Linked DNA regions of Macaca mulatta: regions 2 and 3 are each linked to region 1. A link is a contact called in public Hi-C data. All regions are on one chromosome and are shown on one strand. Each heading gives the region's core, a stretch centred on a gene start, on an enhancer-like site or on the middle of the called end of the contact. The rest is flanking DNA. Distances are from core to core; before and after follow the strand shown. Region 1 holds the start of APLP2 (amyloid beta precursor like protein 2). Region 2 overlaps APLP2 (amyloid beta precursor like protein 2). Region 3 holds the start of PRDM10 (PR/SET domain 10).

Evidence for each region. A called contact is a pair of places that touch in the nucleus more often than the background predicts.
Region 2: a contact with region 1 is called in a Hi-C map of blood, with 5 times the contacts expected there. The contact joins the enhancer-like site here to the promoter of APLP2 in region 1. A contact is called at or near these places in 4 of 14 Hi-C or Micro-C datasets (blood, cortical neurons, fibroblasts and 1 more).
Region 3: a Hi-C map of liver shows a contact between it and region 1, with 2.5 times the contacts expected there. The contact joins the promoter of PRDM10 here to the promoter of APLP2 in region 1. A contact is called at or near these places in 5 of 14 Hi-C or Micro-C datasets (CD4 T cells, cortical neurons, fetal cortex germinal zone and 2 more).

Annotation. Positions count from the first base shown.
Region 1 is chr14:130,359,570-130,363,279 of T2T-MMU8v2.0, reverse strand. APLP2 (amyloid beta precursor like protein 2) reads right to left here and starts at 1,620. Exons shown (of 16, transcript XM_015116122.3): 1 at 1,432-1,620. The coding sequence starts at 1,536. LOC144334497 (a long non-coding RNA gene) reads left to right here and starts at 1,848. Exons shown (of 2, transcript XR_013404433.1): 1 at 1,848-2,052; 2 at 2,400-3,509.
Region 2 is chr14:130,410,999-130,415,263 of T2T-MMU8v2.0, reverse strand. All of the region lies in intron 6 of APLP2 (amyloid beta precursor like protein 2), which reads right to left. Among named protein-coding and RNA genes, the nearest start is that of ST14, 34 kb to the left of the region's middle. Within about 2 kb of position 2,408, at least 14 of the 40 cell types and tissues checked have an H3K27ac peak or open chromatin away from gene starts, as enhancers often do. A contact at or near this core is called in blood, where this site is marked.
Region 3 is chr14:130,300,791-130,304,645 of T2T-MMU8v2.0, reverse strand. PRDM10 (PR/SET domain 10) reads left to right here and starts at 2,136. Exons shown (of 21, transcript XR_013404429.1): 1 at 2,136-2,267.

The DNA of each region.
Region 1 (3,710 bases), core at 371-2,870:
GGTTTCTGACACCCGACTCACTAGTGAAGTCCCATCTTCCATACAAAACCCTTTATTTCTTCTCTCCATCTCACTCACCTAGCTGTTTTCATGCGACATCATATCAAGGATCACAGATAAACTCTGACCACTGTGTGGACACTGAAACAATCGCAATCCAAAATCCTCTGTAGATAAACGTTAACTATTTCTCCTTAAAGCTGAACTCCTTTCTTACCCTCACAGTCACAAAGCTTTAAACAGGATGAATACAAAGGTTTTAAGCCGTTCCATCAGAGAGGCTTTTTACTAGATTTATTTTTACCCGTGGAAATACTTGAACATTCTGTAGAAGTAAACATATTCTAAACCTGACGTCTTTAAAAGAAAGCTCCCAATTAATGCCTAATCAAATCCAGTCTTCAGGTCTCTCTGAAATTACCTAAGTAGGCAGAAACCAATTGTAATTTTTAAAAGAGCGAAGAGGGAGAAGAAATAAACGACACCAGAACTACACATTCCAGTCCAGCAGTTCAAGCACTACTTCGAGAAGGGAAGTAAAAGATCAAGCCCGCCGTCTCCCTCGGCCACAGCAGGGCTCCTCCAAGGCTGCCCGCTCCGGCCCGCGCCGTGGCCGCCCCCGGCCCAGCCGCTTCGCCTTTCTCGCAGCGGGGATGCTCAGGGGGCGACCTCGAAGCACACCACCGCTGGAATTCTGACACGGACAGAGGACGGTTTTTCCAAGACTTTACACGCATTCGCGGGCACCTTCCCTACTCACTGAAACCCTCACGAAAGCGTTCAACGCACACAGAGCGGGTTTCCTCGGTCTACGGACGCAGGCAAACAGCGCCACTTAAAAATGCGCGTCCGCGCCCCGGCCCCGGGCGGCGGAGGGAGCAGCGGCCGGCCTGGCGCGGGAGCTCCCCCGGGGCTCGCAGCATCCCCGCCGCGCGCGAAGGCCGGGGCCGCGTCCACCTGGCAACAAAGGCGAAGCCCGCAGGTGGGAGGCCCGGAGCCGAGGTCCCGGCACCGCGTGAGGGAGCTTAACGGGGTGCGCGGGGTCGCCCCCGGAGAGAGACGAGCTGCGGACTCCGGCGGGAGAGAAGCGCCCTGGTCGATGCTCGCATTGTCCCGCGGGAGGGCGGGGCGGGCGCCCGGGGGCGCGGGGTCCCCGGAGGAGGTGGCGGCGCCGGGGGTGGGTTGGGGGCTGGGGAGGCCGAGGCGGCCCGCCGCCCCCAGTATCCCCGACGCCTTTCATTTGGCCTCTGCGGCGGCTGAGGCAGCCCGACCTCCAACGCTAAGGACTGCGCCAAGCAGGGACGGGCGGGGGAGGGCGCGCCAGACCCGCCGCAGCGCCGGATCCCCCGCGCCGCACCCCCGGCCCGCCCTGCAGCGGACCCCGCTGCTCGCCCGCAGGCCGCGCTCCTCCGGCGTTCGCCCGGTCCCCACCTCGATGTAGCCGGCCAGCGCCGAGGCGGGCGCCGTGAGCCCCACCAGCAGCAGAAGCAGGAGCCTGCCCGTGGCTGCGGCGGCAGCTGTCCCGGTGGCCGCCATCCCTCGCCGGGTAGCTCTAGTGCGCGGCTCTCAAGCTCACACACACCGACTGCGCGCCCAGCACACCGCGACCCAGAAGCATCTGAAGCCAGTTCGCCGCCGCCCAGGGGGTTTTACACCGACCGGAACTGACTTCACATTACCACGCCCTCCTTCTGCGGCTCCCAATGCCGGCCCGCAGAACCTCTCAAGACCCCGCCCCGCCGTGCGGTCCAGACCCAATCAGGGGATGGAAGAGCCTGCTCCTCCCGCCCGGTCCAACCGCGCGCCCCCGCCCGGCCCCGCCTCCGGCCGCGGACGGCCCCGCCCCCGCTCCGGACCCTGTGGCCGCCAGGCGCGGGGGCGTGCGCGCGGCGGGTCGGGGGCCGCAGCTCTGCGGCGCGGGGCTGGCTGTGTCCTCCGCCACCCCCGGCGCGGTTATCTGTCCCTGCTACGCTGGTCCGTCAGCCTTCAGCCTCCCGATACGGGCACGGCCCGCTACCCTGCCCCTGCTGGGCATTCTTCAGACTCCATTGGGTACGCCCTCTTTTTGATTCTGGAAATGGTTTTATTAAAAACAGGATGAATTAGGAGTCCGGGACGGTTTGCCAAGGACCGTCCCCCGAGGCAGGGGGAGGACCACAGGAGGCAGCCACCCTCCTCCCCCGAGCCGTACTCAGGGCGCGCCTCTCCCTCGCTGCTCCGCCCAGGCCTCTCCGCCGGGTCCTCGCCTCACCCCGGCCGCGCTCCGCATGCTCGGCCTCCGATCCTTAGGCCTCTTCCCGACCCTTCCTTCCCAGCGGCCGCCCAGGCAGGGATAGAGACCAGGGGTGCAAGAACCACGCCGGCCTCACAGCCCAGGCCCCCTTCCTCGTGTGTTTTAGGAGAGATCACGCTGCTTCTTCGGTTGAGGCGCACTAGCGGGAGACCTGCTTTTCTGCCTTCCTGCTCCGCGGCATTTCCACTTCACTAGAGAAAAATGTCCTGCTGGCCCATTTAGCAATTGGCACAGCCTCGCCACCGCCAGGGCTCCGCTGGCCTTGTTTCCTTTCAGTAGCCAGTGAGTTAGGTACTGCCTTCTGAGAGGCCTGGACTAGTCCCTCCTGGTTCAACTAAATACATAACGCAACCCCTACCCCCAGGACGCTGACAATAGAAAGGAGGAGACTGTCCGCGGAGTAGACGAGTGCGGCTGTAAGAAGAACCCGGGATTTTCCAGCCTTACTTTGCACCACTCCCCTACATGCACAGTTCCCTGTGGGTCAACTGGCTCTGCCCGATTCCTCCAAGAAGACACCTTTCCATTTCACAGCCCTTCTTAACACTGTTCCTGCGCCTGCAATGTCCTCTCCCCAACATCTACCTGTTGGAAGCATTTTCACTGTTCCTCGGCTCAGTCGGCTGTAATATCATCGCTTCTGATTGCTCAGAGGGATGTTTCCCACTGTGGCACTTGCTCCCTGGTTATTTCCATACCTCTCTCAGGCCACTGACAAGACTCGGGTGTGTCATGCTGCAGTGCCCCTCACAGTGCAGGCCTCGATAAATGTTTGCCCGGTGTTATTGAACCCAATTATCTTGGGTGCTGATACTAATTCTGGAACTGGCATGAATTTGGCTCTTGCTATGGACCGAATTTTGTCCCCACCCCTAAAGTGTGTGCCGAAGCGCTGAACCCTAGTGTGATGGTTATTTGTAAATGGGGCCTCTGGGAGGTAATCAGGTTTGGATGAGGTCATGGAGGTAGTAGGTCATGATGGGATTAGTGCCTTTATTAGAAGAGACACCAGAGAGCTTGCTTTTCTCTCACAGTCTCTGTCCCCTACCCCCAACCTCAGCCCCCACCTCCCTCCTCCATGTGCGAACACAGCAAGAAGGCCGCCATCTGCAAACCAGGAAGAGGTCCATCACTGAGGGGCCGAAGTGGCATCTTGAGCTTGGACTTCCCAGGCTTCAAGAACTCTGAAAAATAAATTCCTGTTGTTGAAGCCCCACAGCCTATGTTATTTTGTTGCAGCAGCCGGAGCTGACTGACACAGCCGCATAATCACGGGCAAGTTCCTCCATCACTTGGGATTCTCTTTTCTCCTCTGTCAAATGCGAATATTAAAACCTGTCTCACTTCACCACTTTGTGTGATTGAACTTAAAATGAATGTACAATAGTTGAAAGCATGAAGTGACTTACATGTAAGG
Region 2 (4,265 bases), core at 1,159-3,658, 51 kb before region 1:
GTGCACTGTGCTCTAGGAAGAAAACCCAGCTCAGGACCTGCAGAACGGACTCAAATTGTTTTGTGGCATTCTCTAAGTGCAGGGTGCTGCTATCTGCCAAGACTTCACTTGGTTAGATTACAGTGGGCAATCTTCCTTACACAACATCCATCAACCATGTCAGACCATGCTAATACAGCAATTTATTGGCAGCTACAGCACCAATGAGGCATCTACTTAAGACCTCAGGGCCGAAAAAGAGGTGGTTTCTTCTATACCTTCCCTTCAGTGCTCGAACCCTGGAAACCTAAACAATAGCTACTTTATTCATCATAACTGAGCATCTGAACAGAGACAAGCGCAGAAATCAGACCCTGTAGAGGCACTTTTATGCAATTCCCTATTTTTGAAGAAATTTATTACTCAGGGACCTCCGCTCTTCTGGCTATCTTTGAGTCTCAATTTACAATGGAAAACAGGCTCAACTGAATGTTCTTTGCATACACGCTGGGTAGAGAAAGTCCCAATCACGCCAGCTGTAGTTCTGAGTTTTCAGTATCACTGAAGGACTCTCAGCGCCACCAAAGTGACAGAACCAACAAAGGTAAAACTAAGTTGCTCTATTGGACAAGGACACCTTTCACCGATATGAAGATAGGGCTTTTTGATCCATGACACTGACCAATAGGGCTTCCCAAGTGTTCCCCAGAGCACAGGTCTATTGGAGCACCCCTGCCTGCTGGATGGGCATAATCTCTTATAGGGCCCAAGCAAGTGAGTGTCTGCACGATGGAATTTAGCCTGATAAGGGAAACGACTAAGATGGCAAGTTTACTCAGTCAGCCTCTCAAGACATACCTAAGGTAACCCTTACTAGCCTAATTCATACAAGATTTCCCAAGCTGGTGTGGACTTGCTTGGTAGATTATGACACAATTTCAGAGCTAAGTGGAGAGTGAATGCCAAGATTCAACCGATTTTTAATTCAGAAGCAAATTCACCTAATTTCTAGAATTGCATCATTTTAATACATTAAAACAACTGTATAATTGATGAATAGAGCTAAAAATTAGCCAGCCAGTTCAACTTTTTCTGTCGGAAGCATCTTTTATTTGCCCCTTTGTTTAATAGAACTAAAAATGACAACTAAAGTCATGAAGAATATGAGCCCTATGTAAGTTTTAAAAGGATGTCAATATCCCACTTTCAGATTAACTAAATGAGAATCTATAACTTAGTAAACACCATTCCCCAAGGCACTCGGAGGCTCAGTGAAGGAGAATTTCAAGCGCTGCAGTCCATCGTGCGGATCAGCGACACGTGCCTGTGCTGTAAAGGCCTGAGCGCTGGAGACGGAGCCTTTGGTTCATATAGCTGGACTGGATAAAGATAACAGCAAACACAGGCTGCTTCCACCCTCCCTGGGACCAGAGTGGAGAGGACAGTGGGCTGAAAGGCTTTTTTCTGAAGACACCCTGGGTCCCTGTGGAATCACACACGTGATCACGAAGCCGGCACATCCGCCAGCCTCAGCCCCTTCAAAGAAGAATAAAAACGTTCCCACTGGAAGGAAACCTGATGCTTCTCAACCTGCAAAGCCCTCCAGGCAGAGGCCCCACAGAGCATGAACACTGCTTCTCCGAGGCAAATCTTATCCAAGCCACAGCAAACAGTTTTACAGACCTGCCACTCCATCATGTCTCACAGCACTTCCTAGCTGACCCTTCAGGTGGAGATCACCACCTCCACACTCACTGGGATTCCTCAGGCTTCAACCCAAGTTTTACAAAGTAGTAAGTCTCACAATAATTTCTATTTCTGAATCTTTCCTGAAAACGCAAGGTTTATTCACCAAGGTTCCCTAAGGACTCTTTTTATTTCACCTTTCAACTGTTACAGAATAAATCAGCTTTCCTGGAGTTGGAAGGGAAGCACTCAAAGCATTGCCGTATTACATTAAGATGTGAAAGATCTTTTGGTAGAAGGAAGGAAGAGGGAACATGAAGAGATTTGAATGAAAATCCATCAGAGCTATAGCCAAATCCTTCATAGCAAATTATTATTCCAACAAATTCCAGAGTAGGAACCAAGAAAAACGGTCTGGCCTGCGGATCTTCCTAATGTGTAGGTTAGTGCTGCAAGGTGAGAGACTGAAGCTCTTAACGAGAAAAAGGAGTAGCCATGGAGAAAAGGGAAACTCTTGGTAGAAACTCTTCCTACCAACGTCCAGCATAAACCCAACTCAACTGAACCACTGACCTTCCCGTCACACCAAAGCACACACCAACTGAAATCCTCTCACTTCCTAAAGCTGTGTGACCCGGTTGCACAATATTGAAGCAACACAGTGAGTCACTACCACTTGGCTGCTAGCTCTCTTCTAGAGTGCATTATGCAAGATATTTCAATATTCTAGACTGCCCAAAGTACTTCATTGTCACTCCTTTCAAGAGCAGGCATCCCGTGAGCTGGCATGCATCACAGGGGTCAGAGACAGGGCAGTTCAAAGACAGGAACGTTCAGTGCCTCTGAGCTAGAGCCAGCCCAAGGCACAGCTGCCTTCCCCCACCAACACTACAGTGGCCCGGGGCCTGCAGACTCCAAAGCCGGACGAGAAAGGACAAGCCCCTGGCCGTGCCGCCCGCTATACCAAGGCGGGTGCGCACCACCACCACCGAGCACCACCAGACACACGGTGAGCACAGGACGTGAGAACTGAGCTTACCACTGCCAGAAGGAGAGCAAAGCCTAGACCTAGAAAGCACAAAGATGAGGGGAAGACGACTGACAGCAAACACCCGAGTGGGCAGGGACACCACACAGATGCAGCCACGAGGACGGCGGGGAGACGGACGCCGGACAGGACGGTGCTGCCGCACAGGACCCCCGCAAGGTGGGACTTACTCATCGCTTTACACACAGCCATACAATAATCCTCAGACTCAAAATTGTTCCTGTTGCCGCCGCAGCCGCCATATATAAAGCGCACACACTTTCCCTTGGAGAGGTCGAAGTACCAACGAGGCATCACGGCCCGGCAGGGCCCCGTCATCGCCTCCTGGGAGCAGACAGCTGTGTGAAAACGGTCAGAGTGTCAGCAGGACAGAGGCAGTGACGTCAAATGTTTCAAAATGCTACAGGCCAGCAAGCCGGGGAATGGGCTGGGGGAGGCCTGAGACAGGACAGAGCCCAGAGGCCCTGGCTGGCAGAATGCTCCAGCTCAGGCCAGCCTTGCTGAGGACAAGTTGCTTCCCCATGGAGTAGAGACATTTAGGAACTGGGATTTTTTTTGGCACCCTCTGGAGTCTAGATCTAAGTTTAGATTGACGTAGAGCAATCCCTTTGTCTCACAGCTGTGAGAGCCTCGCATTTCTCATCTGTTCAGTGGAGTTATCTGCCTCGTTTGTCTATTCAGGAGACAATGTGAGTGGAAAGGCTGTTTTAAGTGGTGATACCGGAGTAAAGACTAAAGCACCTAGAACAGACAATTGTTTCCCCTTTTTTTTTTTTTTTTTTTTTTTTTTGAGAGACAGTCTCCCTCTGTCGCCCAGGCTGGAGTGCAGTGGCTGGATCTCAGCTCACTGCAAGCTCCACCTCCTGGGTTTATGCCATTCTCCTGCCTCAGCCTCCCGAGTAGCTGGGACTACAGGCGCCGGCAACCTCACCCAGCTAGTTTTTTGTATTTTTTAGTAGAGACGGGGTTTCACCGTGTTAGCCTGGATGGTCTCAATCTCCTGACCTTGTGATCCGCCTGTCTCGGCCTCCCAAAGTGCTGGGATTACAGGCTTGAGCCACCGCGCCCGGCCTTGTTTCCCATTTTTACGTTCTCTAAGGCAAATCATAAACTTCTCAACTGGTTAAGTATTTTCCCCCAACTTGGGTCCTAAATAATTCTTTAGCTCTTAATTGCTTTCAAATATACAATCAGCAGGAGGCTGCATGTTACTGGCTCTGGAACTACTGCAACCTTTTCTTGTTTTAATTGGCAAGATGAAAAAAAACTGCAGGCCCTAATTTGTTACCAGCAGGTCAATAAATTTCACCCTCCCAACTAAAACATCTGGACAAACAGGGCAGCCTACAGATTAGAACAAACGCAGGAAAAGAAAAACCAGGCAAGCCAGTTCTATTCTAGGAGGCCAGGACTTGAGTGGTATCAAAGAGGGGAGCTTCCCTTGGGGAGGGAATATTTTAGGCTGAACGTGGAAGAATCCTGCTGAAGGGCGGACTATGCTGTCTGTCTTACTCTCTAGTCCTTGTTCTCTAATTCAATCCTACACCTCTCC
Region 3 (3,855 bases), core at 887-3,386, 59 kb after region 1:
CAGAAGGACCTGTCCGACCTGTGGCATTGTTCATCTACTCACAACACTAAAAGGCAGCATTCAAGTGACTCTCTCAACCATTATGATCTTTCGGTAGGCAACTGACTTCCATGTCTATAAACCCGGAGAAGAGCTACTAGCGTCTCTCACTAGCTATGTTAAGGTTGGCCTCATCTAAGTCCAGTGCTACCTGTACAGTAGTTTAAGGAAGAAAAAGACACGGCCTAGTCTTTTTTGCTTGCAAAAAAGTGAAGTCGTGAAGTTGCTTACAAGGTAGTTAACTGTCTGAAGTTTCTTGTTGTTGTTTTGTTTTTTAAAGACAGACTTGCTTTGTCACCCAGGTTGTAGTGCAGTGGCACGATCACAGCTCACTGCAGCCTTGACTTCCTGGGCTCAAGCAACCCTCTTGCACAGCCTGCAGGTAACTGGAACCACAGGTGTGTACCGCCATGCCTGGCTAATTTTTTTTTTTTTTTTTGTACAGACAGAGTCTCAGTATGTTGCCTAGGCTGGTCTCGAACTCCTGTGCTCAAGCGATCCACCCGCCTCGGCCTCCCAAAGTTCTGAGATTACAGGCGTGAGCCACCGCACCCTGTCACGAAGTTTAAAAAAAAAAAAAAGCTCTTTTCTTTCCCCGTTGTTTCCAGCTATTTAAATAAACAAAATGGTAGACTAGGCGCGGTGGCTTACATCTGTAATCTCAGCACTCTGGGAGGGCAAGGCAGGAGGATCACTTGAGGTTAGAGTTCAAGACCAGCCTGGCCAACATGGCGAAACCCTATCTGTACTAAAAACACAAAAATTAGCCGGGCGTGGTGGTGCATGCCTGTAATTCCAGCTACTAGGGAGGCTGAGGCAGGAGAATCGCTTGAACTTGGGAGGCGGAGGTTGCAGTGAACCCAGATCTCACCACTGCACTCCAGCCTGGGCGACAGAGCAAGACTCCGTATTAAAAAACAAACAAAACAAAACAGTAAAGAGAATACTATTGAGTTAATTTTAGTTTTTCCCGCTGTGGGTGTTTTCTATTCTCGTCTTTTGCTTAGCTGTCCTGCCTCCCTCTTTTTCTCAGGCAATAGTTTAGGATTTTTGTAGGTTATATTGTCAGTACTTCTCATTTAAGTTCCAGACAGTGTGCTAAGCAAAGCACTTTACTCGGTAAAGTAAGAGCTCACTTAATCTTCAAAATAACGTAGCAAGGTAGATATCAAGGAAGGGAAAATCGCTCCCTGAAGGTCCGAAGGTCCAAGGTCTCTCTGCCATCTAGCTGCCATGCGTATTGCCTGCCAGTGGGTAGCTGGAGCTGGGTATCTCTCCAAAGTTGGGCTCTTGGCTGCCCTTTGAGAAGGCAATTTTAAGGGACAGCAGGATGTGGAAGCCTGCGGTTAAGGAGTGAGCTGAGTCACTGGGTAACCAGTGTTGAATAATGCTTCTCAATGTTTGAAATGACAATCACTTCCTTTACAGATTGGCAGAGGGGAAAAAAAGAGGCGCAGTGACAGCGCTGGCAAGGTGCGGTGGGTCAGGGTGATTGGCGGCGCTCGGCCGCTCCCTAGGGGTCCTGAGGGCGAGACCCCGGCAGGCGTTACCCGGCCGCACCGAGCCCAGGAGCCGGGCGGGAGTTCGGTTTTCGCCGGCGCTCCGCGGCCAGGCCGCTTCGGAGGCAACCTGCGGCGGGGCGGGCGGACGCGAGGGTCACCTCACCCCCGCGCGCCTCCCGGGACCCTGGGCCGTCGGCGTCCGAGAGACCCACGCACCGCTGGACGCTTCCTCCCAGTCGGCAGGCGGGCCGCAGCGGGGGCTTGACCCTGAAGCGAAGAGTCGGGTTTTCTGATTGGCTGAGAGTAGAAACGCAGGCGAGCGCCGCCTGAGACCCGCTCTGCGATTGGGTTTTACATGAACAGCAGAGCACGAAATAAAGAGGCCTTCAGTCATTGGGCCATTGTGTGAATCTCCTTTTGGCTTCTCTGCAGACTGAATAAGCGTCTCGGGATCTTCGTCATGACTCCTAAATCTGGGCCTGTCAGTTCGCCCCAGCATTTCTCGTCTCTAGGCACGGCATGGGGCTTACAGAGTTTAACCAATCATATAACGTCGAGATCAGGTTGCCAGGCAGATTATGCTAATAAGACCCCGCCTTTTATGCTGCTCCCACTCTGCGGCGGGAAGAACCACCTGGAGGTGGCGGGGGGGTTTGATTTCTATCACCCCTAGGGAGAGAGGATCGGGGACCCGCTGATCTTCCAGCTCCCCTCACCCAACGTCGTGTAAGTACCTAAAGGATTAAGGGAACCAGATAAGCCAGGGTCCAGGGTACCCCATAGACTGGGAGGGTGTTTCGTCTTTGCTTAGTCCCACCCAAAATGGCGCCCAGCTCTTTCCGCGTCTCAGAGCCCGGCCGGGGCCAACCGACCGCGGACCCGGGTGGGGGGGGAGAAATCCCGGCGGCACCGCCCGATGGTACAGTCCAGCCGGGGCTGGGACTAGGCACCTCACTCGGGGTGGGGGGTCAAACCATCTGCACCTTCCAAGGGGAAAGGGGCAAAGCCCCCTCCAGCAGGCCCTCCTGGCGCCGCGTTCAGCGCCGGCCTCGGCGCCTCCTCGCCCCTGCCCTCGCCGCGCGCAGCCTCCCCCTGCGACCCCCGAGTGGCTCGCACGCTCCGCCGGCCGCGCGCACCTCTCCTCCCCTGCCCGCGTTGGTTGGGCCGGGACGGCGGTTGGGCGGCCTGCGCGCTCCGGCGGCGGCGGTTGCGCGGGCGCTTCGGGCGCGGCGGGCAGGTCTCAGCCGGCCGGGAGCAGAGCACCGGCGGCCGGGGGCCGGGGGCCAGGGGCTGGGCACCGGGCTGGGGGTGGCTGGTTGCGGGCGCGTGGGGCGGAAGGTCCTGTCCGATGGGACGCCCAGGTTTATCTGCGGAGGCCGCGCCGCCCACCTGCCATCGATGGCTGGGCCCCCGGCCTGCGGTCCCAAGCTGGCGTCCGGGACCCGGGCGGGGGGCCGGCCCGCAGGGGTGTGGGGCGGCCCCTGCGGGTCTGTCCCGTGGCACGGTGTCGGGGCCGGCCGGGCGGAGGCCGGGGCCGGGGTCGCGGCCCTGCCCCAGTCCGTCCGCATCCGGGGTGCAGCGCGGAGGCAGGGCGAGGCCGGTCGGCGCTCGGGAGAGGGCTCACGGTGTGCAGCTCTCCAGCCTCTCGCCAGCTGTTTTTAAGCAGGTTTAGCCGTGCAGCTAGGTGTTGGTACTCTGCTAAGTAAAATGGAATATTCACGGTCTGCCCTCCAGCCACGCGAACGCAGCGCTGTTGAATTTGTGTGCGCTCCTTTAGCCTTGCTTGGTGGATGAGTTGGATTTCAGTGCATTTTCAATCAATGTGCGTGTACACTTAAGCACAAGGAGGGGTGGCTTTGTGCTGTCATCGAGGATTAGAAGTGTGATGAGACGCACCCAGCTCTGCCCTGTGCCCTAAATCTGCTCCTTTGCCGGTTAAAATCTTGCCTGGCTCGTCACCCCAAATTCTCTAAAGTCAACAGTACTTAATCTTTATTAAAAACAGCAGAATCACTCATGACTGTTTTGTGGCCTCTTTTTCTGACCTGTTCTTTGTTTCTCCACCATTGCTGTTAGGCAAGAAGGTGTATTATTACATTGTATTTTTTTGTATCTTCCTACCCATTTCAGCGCCACAATAGCTTCCACTTTGATGAGCATTACTTATTTGTTGCTCTAGAATAGAGAAAACAAGATTTTTTTTTTTTTTTTTTTTTTTAATTAGGATTGGTTGGGGGCAAAGCAGCGTTTAAACAGTGTTTATTCAATATGGGGTTTTTAGAAAGTAACTTTGCTAGGTTTATTTATTTAGGAG